Regions from separate parts of the Ovis aries genome. Here region 1 is linked to region 2. The links are chromatin contacts, called in public Hi-C maps. All regions are on one chromosome and are shown on one strand. The core of a region is the stretch at or near the end of the contact, and the rest is flanking DNA. Distances in the headings are between cores, read along the strand shown. Region 1 holds the start of PGM3 (phosphoglucomutase 3). Region 2 holds the start of DOP1A (DOP1 leucine zipper like protein A).

What was found. A called contact is a pair of places that touch in the nucleus more often than the background predicts.
Region 1: a contact with region 2 is called in a Hi-C map of liver, with 2.4 times the contacts expected there. The contact joins the promoter of PGM3 here to the promoter of DOP1A in region 2. A contact is called at or near these places in 3 of 16 Hi-C or Micro-C datasets (hypothalamus, liver and muscle).

Annotation. Positions count from the first base shown.
Region 1 is chr8:10,370,337-10,375,826 of ARS-UI_Ramb_v3.0, forward strand. It overlaps PGM3 (phosphoglucomutase 3), which reads right to left and starts at 3,399. Exons shown (of 13, transcript XM_004011129.5): 1 at 3,330-3,399; 2 at 1,636-1,841; 3 at 104-288. The coding sequence starts at 1,839. RWDD2A (RWD domain containing 2A) reads left to right here and starts at 3,534. Exons shown (of 2, transcript XM_004011130.5): 1 at 3,534-4,837. The coding sequence starts at 4,637.
Region 2 is chr8:10,226,954-10,232,735 of ARS-UI_Ramb_v3.0, forward strand. DOP1A (DOP1 leucine zipper like protein A) reads left to right here and starts at 3,817. Exons shown (of 37, transcript XM_060419385.1): 1 at 3,817-3,917.

The DNA of each region.
Region 1 (5,490 bases), core at 2,149-4,648, 140 kb after region 2:
TTCCATTCCACCTGACTCTTTCCATTTGTCTCGAGTGCTAAAACTGATACAACCACTTATGTGGCATTCAAAAATCAGCTTTCACCCTGGCTCTGATGGGCACCTGGTATCTCTACCAATCACCACGAAGGCATCTTGGTGCAGATCCACGGCTGCCTTCTCGCTGATGTCCACCAACACTCTGGGCAAATGTTCTTCCTCAGCGTTTGCCAAGCAGGTAGCATGCTCCTCCCAGGATGCTGCCAACATTTCACCCAAAGGATCCACCAATTTTACACCATTGTCTTCCTAAAAAAAAATAAAAATAAAAAGTAATGTGCACAGTCATGAGGAAGCAAACCCAAGCTGTTTCTCCCCAAACAAAAGGCAGTGACGGCTAGGCAGTTTCCCCGGTGACCACGACTGAAGGCCAGGTGCTGGACCAGGTTCTGTACATGCATCACCTCAGCGAATCCTCACTGCATGTGTCATCAATCTAACTAATCCTCCTATGGTTACTCCAATCTCTGAGAAAACCGAGATTCAGAGCAAGTAATCTGCTTATGTTCATACAGCTAGGAAGTGTCAGTGCTGATATTAAAACATCAAGTCTATCTGACTCTTACACCCAACAGCTGCTGAGCCCCCCTAGCCTTTTAAAAGGCTGTCACCCGTGCATCCACCATCAGTTAACTGATGAGGCACAACTGCAGCAGAACCAGGGTCCCTGGAGACCCTTCTCCCTGCGGCTGCACTCAAAAGAACACACTGGAAGGGAAGAGCTCAAAATTGTCTGAAGACGTGCTTCTGGAATTAACAATAAATGTGGGGTTCTGCCTACACATCATTAAGCAAGTGTGGTGATTTAGACATTTAACACTTAACACATTTATAACAATCCGCATTTAGAAGCTGAATAAGCAACATCCTCTTGTTTTTCGGTGGGGGCGGCTGTGAGAGGAAGAGGTTACAATCCCTCACTAACCTGCTGATTTAGCTACAAAGGCAAAAGTCTTGTGTTCTAGCAACAGAACAGAAGCATATTATTTAAACAATGTTTTAGTGAGTTATAGGCCAGTACAGAATAAGATAATTAAGTTGTGTCAGAGGAATACTTTAAAAACTTGATTGTCATAAACCCTAGACTCATCAGGCCTGATCAATATCCTGTCCAATGTTCACCTCTGGATCCCTCAAGTCACATGTCCAGCTGTTCACTCAGAACAAGAGACTATTCCCTAGCTATAGAAAAGCTGTCTGAAAATTTTCAAAGTGTGATAAGTCTTTTCAAAAATTTGTCCTCTCCCCTCCCCCAGTTTGCCTCCAATCTCTTCAATCTCTGCCACATTAACAGAGGCAACACTTTTTATTACTGATGCTGTCTCAATACAACTAAGTTATAAGGACATTGTGTTATTTCTCAATATGGACATACTCCAAAAAATGACTATCTCATCTCACTCTCTCCACAACTGTTAAAGAGTTGTGAGTGAAATGACCACTTGTTAAGAAAAGTGCTTGTTCAAAACCAAAGGCACAGAACAAGGACAAAGCAAAGTACTAGAATTAGAACTTGAACTGGGGTCAAAGTGCTCAGAAACTAAAGTTTGGTCTTGGAAACATAAGCCTCTCTTACTGGAGCACTATATGCATTACCTCAGGATTGTGCGACGCTGTTACCATGACTCCTATGGCAGATTTTGTCTGCTTTGACCTCAGGACAGCTAATAATCCCATTCGAAACATGACATGATCAAGATGTTCTGCTTTCGTTCGAAATCCAGCAGTCCCATATTGAAGAATGAGCCCGTCAGGCTTGGCATGTAACACTGACTGCTTTGTAACGGCATCTAAATCCATGTCTGCAAAATAAAGGAATATTTTTCAGGTATAATAAGAAATCTTCCATGGACTATTTGCTTCAAAACCTGTCATCCCAAACTAATACATCTGCCTCATTCTGATCTTCCCCAAAGAGGCCTACGTTTGAGAGGGAAGAACAGTAGAATACATCCGTGGGTTAGCATTACCTGTTTTGTCCACTTCAGGACAGAAATCAGGCTGTCCCCAACAATTCCTGGACACAAGGCAAACTTTTAAACAGTCCACTTCCAACTAAACTGAAGATTCCACAGCACAACAAAAGATGCTGAATAATCACAGCACTCTTGAGAAGAACAAAGCTGGAGGCACCACACTCCTGATTTCAAAGTACACTACAGAGCTACAGTAATCAAAACAGTATGGCCTTGGTATAAAAAAAGATCAGTAGAATAGAACCAGAGCACCTAGAAATAAATCCACACATATGACCACTTACGATTCACAAAATCCTACATGATCAGGAATCACCTCATTTTATAAATGGGAAAACTGAATTCTGGGTCTAGCTTACTGCTGATGGACTGAGGCCTGAAGTCACATTCTCAAGTGGACCTAAGCTGCACATGCAAAACATCTGGGAAATCTGTGAAGTTCTGCTATTCCTCCCAGGCTACAGAGACTGATTCCCAAAGGAAAAGCAAAGGGGAAAAACCTCCCCTCCAAGACAGACCTCCACATACACCATGGGGTGGATTTTTGTATTTTCATGAGGATCCTGACGCCCTTCTAAATTAAGCTCTCATTAACAAGCAACATCTTCCTTTTACCTTTAAAGTCAAAGGTCAGCCTGTAGCCCACTAGACTTCCTTGTTTTCTTTATTGTCCTTCATTACTTCAATGAACAACAGTTATATGTTTTTGTTCAGCTGGAAAAAACTGGCATTTAGGAAGCTAATTTAGTTTGACCTAGAGTGGACAAATCTATTTTTCAAGCATGAAGACATTTCATTAAAAACTGACCAGTTGGCAATATACCATAATTATTCATAAGGGCGTAAACCTGTTTCATCCAAAAGTCTTTTTTAAAATAAAAAAGTCAAGATAAAATGCTTCCGTCATTTCAAGCGTTTTATGTCCTAAAACTACTTTTGATGAGTATGCAAAGGTTTTTATTGAAAGTACCGTCAAGTCCAAACTGCGACCACTCAAAAAAGCCTAGAACGATCCCCTTCCCTCTATTCAACCTTCAGCACCTGGTTAGTTCCCCTAACTCCTCGCCCCAGAATCTGCCCACGTTTCCTGGCACCCAGCCTTGAGGCCCGCACTGAGGTGATGGACGAGACCCCTTCCCCTAGCTCGACCCTCGGGCCCGAGCCTCCAGCCCGCTCACCAGCCCGGGGACGAGTAGGCGTGCCCCTCGCGGCCCGCAGCTCAGTCCGCCAGATGCCCACTAGCCTCTCGGGTGGCCGAACGCCCGCCCACCGCAACGTCCCGTTCTCGCCGCCAAGCCTCGGGGCCCAGCTCACCTCCGCCAAGACACTCCCCTCACCCTCACCGCACGGACCACCTTCCTCGCAGCAGCGCCGAGAACCGACTGCGGCGCTGAGAATCCGAAGACGTGGCTCTGCGTGGCTTCCGGCTCGTTGCCCCGCCCCTCAGCCAATCAGCACGGGGGGCGGCCTGCGGGCCCCGCCCCGCCTCCGTGCCCGTCACGCGCGGCTCGCGCCTGCGGAGCTGCGGATCCGCTTAGCGAGGTTGACAGAGGGTTTGGGGCTGTTTCCCTTTGAATGACCCGGAAGGGTGAGGCCCCCGCGGTTGTCCGGGGGTTGGGGCTGAGGGTCGCGGGCCCTCAGAGCGCTGCGACCGGCAAAAAAAAACGCAGCCCCTGACTCCAAATTCGGGTCTCAGAGGGTGGCAGGCCCACGTTCCTGGGAAGCCGGGGTTCCGAGTGGTCCTGAGTGGGGAGGGGGTACCAGCCCCGAAACGGGGCCTCTAACAAGGTGATCCCAGCCCCAGTGAGCGCCACTCGGCTCCCCGCGCCCCCCTTCTCTACTCGCGAGGTTCATCTCCCAAACGTTTTCTTCTGGGAAGCTTTCTCGAGCCGCTCCTCCCCTCCCCGCCAGCTCGCATAAAACGCCATTTTATTTACCGGGAAGACCCCTCTCATTAAGCCAGAACCCTTGAGGGCAGAAACCAGGTGGATCCAAATCATCGGGACTCATTTGCCGTCCTGGTCCGGGGTGAGGCGAAAAGCCCACCGGGTAGGGCTCTGTGGCACAGAGGCCGCGGGGGCTGCAGCTGGCGTGGAACGCGGCGGGGCCCAGAAGACCCCCGGAGCCCGGGGATCCTAATCCTTGCCTCGACGATACTGCGGGCCTCTCTGGTCGCTACGGACACCGCCGCCCAAGCCCCGCACCTGGGTGGGATTTGGAAGCTGGGCCCCTCGCCCTTCCCAGAATTCAAGCTTGCAGTGTCCGCAAGTGGTGCTTGCCAGCCATCTGCAACGGGATAACTCTGAACACTTGTTGAAAATCCAGATTACCTGGACCCAGATCGGACCGGGGTTGGGGGGGAGGGGGGCACGGAGAGAGAATCTGAATTTTAACGACGCATCTTGGGATATGCGTCTGCTAGATTTGGGGGTCAGGAAATAAAGCGGAAGAGTGTAAGTGTCCTGCTTTGTGCACATAGCTCTCGGTGCGTAATACCGCTCCTGCAGAGCGGCTACCACGGAAAGGGAACTGCGGGAAATTTCCCTGGACACCGCCGACGTTGACAACCCCAGTGTCCCTGGGCCTTTCCGGTTTTCCTGGCAGGTTGATTTCGAGTCAGCATGTCGGCTTCAATGAAGGAATGCCTTCAGCTTCAGCTGCTGGAGATGGAAATGCTGTTTTCTATGTTTCCTAACCAAGGAGAAGTAAAACTTGAAGATGTCAATGCCCTGACGAACATAAAGAGATACTTGGACGGCATAAGGGAGGCGCTGCCACCAAAAATCGAATTTGTGATCACCCTGCAGATCGAGGAGCCCAAGGTAGGTGCCTTGAGTTGTTTTCCTTGTTGCCATGTTGCCAGGTTCCCAGGTTTTATTGAAAACACTTGGAGCCTGAGCTTCCTCTCCAAGAAGCAGATAGAGAATATTCCAGATGCATATTTCCTTTACGTGTTTGAAAGGAAGATATGGGATGTTAGTTGTCTCAATAAAGATCTTGACTTTTACACACATATGCTCACCTTTTAAAGCAATAGGCCCGGTGTTTTTATTAAACACACCTTGCAGTCTTATGGTGCCATTTTTCTGTCACTCGTCCAGTTGAACGAGTCCTGCTACTGTAGTATGGACTGTCTGGTACATACGTTATGACTTCCCCAGATCTCAATGTTGTCTTTTTGGCAGCACTGTTTTTAAGGAGTGAATGACTGTTTCTTTGGTGGCACCATGACCCTGAAAGCAAATACAGGTAGAAAATCTAAATTCTGAAAATGAATTGACCTTCATTTTCTGATCTGTTTATCTCCAGCAGGGTTAGCATCACCCATGTAACAAGTGGTCCAGGCATTTGAGAACCCCTGTTATTTACTTACTCAGCCTTGGGTCACCATTCCTTCAGGCGAGACTCCCTGGCTCCCCAGACCTCAGGTAGCCCCCCTGGTGACACATTTCAGTGGATCCCTCTGCTCTTTCAT
Region 2 (5,782 bases), core at 2,567-5,066:
TGTGTGTGTGTGTATGTTAGTCGCTCAGTTGCGTCCGACTCTTTGCAACCCCATGAAATATATATGCATGTGTGCATGTGCGCTCAGCGGCTTCAGGCATGTCCCACTCTGTGCAGCCCCATGGACTGTAGCCCTCCAGGCTCCTCTGTCCATGGGATTCTCCAGGCAAAAATACTGGAGTGGGTTGCCATGCCCTCCTCCAAAGGATCTTCCTGAACCAGGGATCAAACTCGTGGCGTCTCCTGCATCTTCTGTATTGCAGGAGGATTCTTTATTACTAAGCCATCCAGGAAGCCCCATACACACACACACACACACACATATATATAGAGAGAGTCACATTTACATAATATATGTTGTGCTGTGCTTAGTTGCTCAGTCATGTCCGACTCTTTGTGACCCCATCGACTGTAGCCCACCAGGCTCTACTGTCCATGGGGATTCTCCAGGCAAGAACACTGGAGTAGGTTGCCATGCCCTCCTCCAGGGGATCTTCCCAACCCAGGGATCGAACCCAGGTCTCCCGCATTGCAGGCAGATTCTTTACCATCTGAGCCACCAGGGAAACCCAAGAATACTGAAGTTAGGTAGCCTATCCCTTCTCCAGGGGATCTTCCCAACCCAGGAATCGAACCAGGGTCTCCTGCATTGCAGGCAGATTCTTTACCAGCGGAGCTACCAGGGAAGCCCTTAGATAATATATACATATATATATATATGTATATATCCACAAGTTTGTTCTTTATGTCTGCCTCTCTATCCTGCCCTACAAATAGGTTAATCAGAACTATTTTTCTAGATTTCATATGTGTGTGTTAATACACAGTATTTTTCTCTTTCTGACTCCATGCTATTTGACAGACTTTAGGTTCATCCAGATCACTACAAATGACCCACTTTCATTCCTGTTTATGGTTGAGCAATATTCCGTCATATATGTATACTGCTGCTGCTGCTAAGTCGCTTCATTTGTGTCCGACTCTGTGCGACCCCATAGACGGCAGCCCACCAGGCTCCTCCATCCATGGGATTTTCCAGGCAAGAGTACTGGAGTGGGGTGCCATGTACATCTTCTTTATCCATTCATCTGTAGATGGACATTTAGATTGCTTCTGTGTTCTGGCTTTTGTAAATAGTGATGCAGTGAACATTAGGATACATGGTTTTCTCAGGATATATGCCCAGTAGTGGGATTGCTAGGTCATTTGGTGGTTGTTAGTTTTTTAAGGAACTTTCACACTGTTTTCCGTGGTGATTGTATCAATTTGTATTCCCTCCAAGAATGCAAGAGTTCTCTTTTCTCTACACTCTCTCCATAAGCATTCCTGTAACTCTTGAAAAGAGGAAGATGAGAATGACTCTATATGTACATTCCTACTCTTGACTTTTGCAAAAGTAAAAACTGACTCAGAGAAATCTGTAATCTCATTGTTACTGTTACTGGCCAGGGTTCTTGGCCTCCTTACTATCCAGGCAAGGCTGTACTGGGCCCCCTGTTGCAGAAGAGGGAGTGGTCTCCCACTTTTTGGTCTCTTTGTATCTTTTGTCCAGAATTTGCCCTAACTGCACATGCACACAGCTACTTTTAGTCCCATATAGCTTGTTTGTATTTTGTTGCTGGAGGAGAGATGTGTCCAGGTGCAAACACTGCATCACTGCAGCAAAGGATCCCAGGTCCCAGGCCTGCCTCACTACTGGAAGGTGATTTTGGAACGTTTGACCCAGTAAACGATCTATGGAAGTACTTGCTGCTGCTAAGTGGCTTCAGTCTGGTCCAACTCTGTGCGACCCCATAGACAGAAGCCCACCAGGCTCCCCCATCCCTGGGATTCTCCAGGCAAGAACACTGGAGTGGGTTGCCATTTCCTTCTCCAAACGTAAGTACTCATCATGGGAAAATATTGAAATGTAAGGCCAAGGTAGAATTATAATAATTATTTTAAAACAAGAGGCTTAAAAAAAAACAGAAACAATGATTACTTGTATGTAGAAAATTGTATTAATATGTTTATTGATTTTCCATTTTATCATTTTGAAGTCATAATTATTACACACTGGACATGTTAATTTGAATATTTTGTAAGCAAATAATAAAGTCATATTCTGATACTAGTTTATGACATTTTTTTCTAAAATCCATATTTGAAGATATTAAAGTTTATTGTTTTGCCTCACAAATTCCTGTATCCATCAGAATAATTCAAAATCATGGATGAAGGTAACAGCACAGTTAGAAGAAGTTTACTGCTATTTCATCTCAGTGATGACAAAAGACGATGGTTTTGATGGAAGAAAATTTCATATATTAAGAAACATGCTGGCTTATAGAAGATTTAACTGGAACTTTAGGCTAACCAAAACCGCCTATTTGTGGCCTATTAAATATGCACTGGGGATATCCCTGGCTATCCAGTCATTAAGACTATGCTTCCACTTCAGTGAGCACAGGTTCAATCCCTGGGCAGGGAACTAAGATCCCAAGTGCTAACTGGTATAGCCAAAAAAAAAAAAAAAAAAGCATCATACATCTACGTCAACCATTAAAGTAAAAAATGCATTAAAAAATTGAGGATTTGTGGTTCAGACATTCCAAAGGGAGCCAGGTGGCCACCATGGACATGGTTTCAGACATGTGCTTGTATTACTGAGAAGTTTTCTGAACTGTATCACATCCAAGGACACCTAAGCTTTGCTGCTAGCAGCTGCCAGTTGCAACTTTATAGTCTCAAGCTCTCCTCTTGTAACTATGTAACCATTTCAGACTTCAGTCAACCCTCACATAACAAGCACCCTTTTTGCCAGCTCCAATCCTAATTATTGACAAATATCTTATGATTTGGGGGCCTTCTGCCTTTATAACCCACCCCCATTTTGTAGTCCAGTGGAATATAATTCAAGTGCTTCTTGAATCTGTCTCTCCGAGGTTATGGTCATCAATGCAGCTTAAACAAAATTCTTTTCCATATATATATATATATATATGCTATACTAATTTATTATTTTTCTCCACTATTTTGGCTCCTCCTATCTTGTACCTTTAATATTCAAGGCTATTAAGTGCTCAAGTAGTAACATATATTGAAATACTTAACATTCTTTCTTTTTCTTTTCTTTTCTGTTGTGTGTGTGTGTGTGTGTGTGTGTGTGTGTGTGCAATGGGCCTCTTGCAGGATCTTAGTTGCTAGACCAGGGCTTGAACTTGGATCACTGCAGTAAAAGTGCAGAATCCTAGGCACTGTACCACCTGGGAATTCCCTATGTAACATTCTTAATGTAGCATTCTCTTCACAATTGATGTTTGATTATTTTTAAGAATTGTTATATTTGATATATAGTCACACATTTGCAAAAGAAACCATTTTGACCCTACACTTTAGGCACCAGGGTGCAGTTCTTGTAACTACGTGATTCTCGAGTTCTGCAATCAGAAGAGCTCCTAATGTGATAGCAACTATTTGTTTTCTAACTTCCCAAGTCTTTTAACCTCTCTAGGTTTGGAGTTCCTCACATGAAATATTGAGGAATCAGTTAAACAATTTAAATAAACACTTAAATCATTACTTGAAGAATATTTAAAAGCTATTTCCAACTCCTAGCATCCCTTCCATCTCTCCATCCATCCTGATGAGGCTGGCACCAGCAAATGGAAAACACCGGCTACAGGTCTACTCCGTTCATTGGTGGCGATGGACCGCTTCCGCGACGGTCCGCTTGAGGGCGCTGCGGCGACAGCGAGCGCCGGGAGGCGAGGAACGGACCGGGGGCGGGGATGGAGGGCCGCGGACGTCGACGCCGGCGTGGGCGCGGGCGCGGTGCACACTGGGAGCTGTCACTAGGCCGTCTGGCTCCCGACCTCCGTGTCGCTGCCGCGGTTGCCAGGAGAGCGGCGCCGGCAGGAGCGGCCGAGCCCCCGGCAGGTAACAGCGTCCCCGCCCCGCCTCCCCCAGCGCGGCTGCGAGGCCGGGGCCTCCGGCCCGGAGCGGCCTCCTCGGCCCGGCTCGTCCCTGAGCCGCTGGGACGCCCGGTGGGTCCGCCTGCGGTAGCGTCGGGGGTGTTGCCGCCCGAGCCCCGCCTGGAAGCCGCGAAACCCGCCGGCCGGCCGCCCCGCGGTTTCCAGGAAGGCGGGACTGGGGGCCGGGGCCGGGCGGCGGCGGCGCGAGGGCGGGCCGGGGCCCCGGGGGCCGGAGGCGGGGCCGGGGCGTCGGGTGGCCGGGCCGAGCCTCCTGCGCAGGGGGCGCGCGGTACGCGGGGTTGGGGCGGCGGTCGCACCTGTGTGAGCAGATCGCGCGGACTCACTTCTTTGTTGGAATCGAGGCATCATCATACTGTCTCTTGCATCTAGGGGGGGTTCATGATTGAAGAGACGAGAATGCCCGCCCTGGTTAATAGTCCATGTAGGGGGTGGGGGCTGGAAAGGAGTGTAGAAGTTTATTAGAGGAAGTCACATTAGTCATAAGGAAGTTGTTAATGGGCATCACCTTTGATTCCCAAGCCTTTTAAAGTTGCACCGTAACAATAGTCACTTGTTAGTTTTCCTTCATTCTCGCCTACCCAGGGGAGGGAAGGGCAGTAGCGCACAACTACTCTTTTAAAGCCAAGTACATTGTGTTTTGGTTATTCCTACACTTTCAGAGTTCTGTAGGGTTTGAGAAAGAAAGATGGGAAAAATCTGGAGACTGTAAAGCAGTCAAAACATTTTTTAAAATAAATACAAAAAAGATAGGAAACTGAAGTTTTTGCCTGACAAGTAAGCCCTGAACTGTAGAAAGACAAAGATCCCTCAGTTTTGATGTTGTTGGCTCTCTTGATGTGGACATTATATCTTGTGTTTTGCTGTGGATTACATGTCGGTTTTATGTGCTGACTGTTCACCTGATAAACAACGCGATTTCCTTGAGCTGACAGAAGTTACAACTAAAGAAAATTAAAACCAGTTGTAATACAAATGCTTTCTTTTAAAATGATTACTTTCAGCTGCTCAGAACTAAATCATTCCCCAGAATTTAGTAAGACAATAGCAGATCTCCGGGTGACCCTGATTATTAGGAGCCAGAGACTAGATTGTAAGAAGTAAAAATATCTAACTTAATACACAAACCTGGAAATGTAATGCTGCTGCTGCTGCTAAGTCGCTTCCGTCCTGTCCAATTCTGTGCGACCCCAGAGAGGGCAGCCCACCAGGCTCCCCCATCCCAGGGATTCTCCAGGCAAGAACACTGAAGTGGGTTGCCATTTCCTTCTCCAATGCATGAAGGTGAAAAGTGAAAGAGAAGTCGCTCAGTCGTGTCCGACTCTTAGCGACCCCATGGACTGCAGCCTACCAGGCTCCTCCGTTTTTGGGATTTTCCAGGCAAGAGTACTGGAGTGGGTTGGAAATGTAATAGTGTAACCAAAATGTAAATATAAAGTGAAAGTGAAGTCGCTCAGTGGTGTCCAACTCTTTGCGACCCTATGGACTGTAGCCTATCAGGCTCCTCAGTCCATGGAATTTTCCAGGCAAGAGTACTGGAGTGGGTTGCCATTTCCTTCTCCATGGATCTTCCCGACGGAGGGATCGAACCCGGTTCGATCTCCTGCATTGCGGGCAGACAGAATTAAATGTTTGAGTATATGCAGTCAAAGAAGTCCTATTTGGTAGTTAAACTACGGGAAAGAACTCTGTGGCCTGGGAAGGAGAGATTTCATTCAAGACCTTTGTTCTGCTGACCGGGTGTTATCTCTCTAGGCCTCAGTTTTGTCATCTAAGAGAATTTCATAGAATCAGAGTTTTCCAAACTGTTTT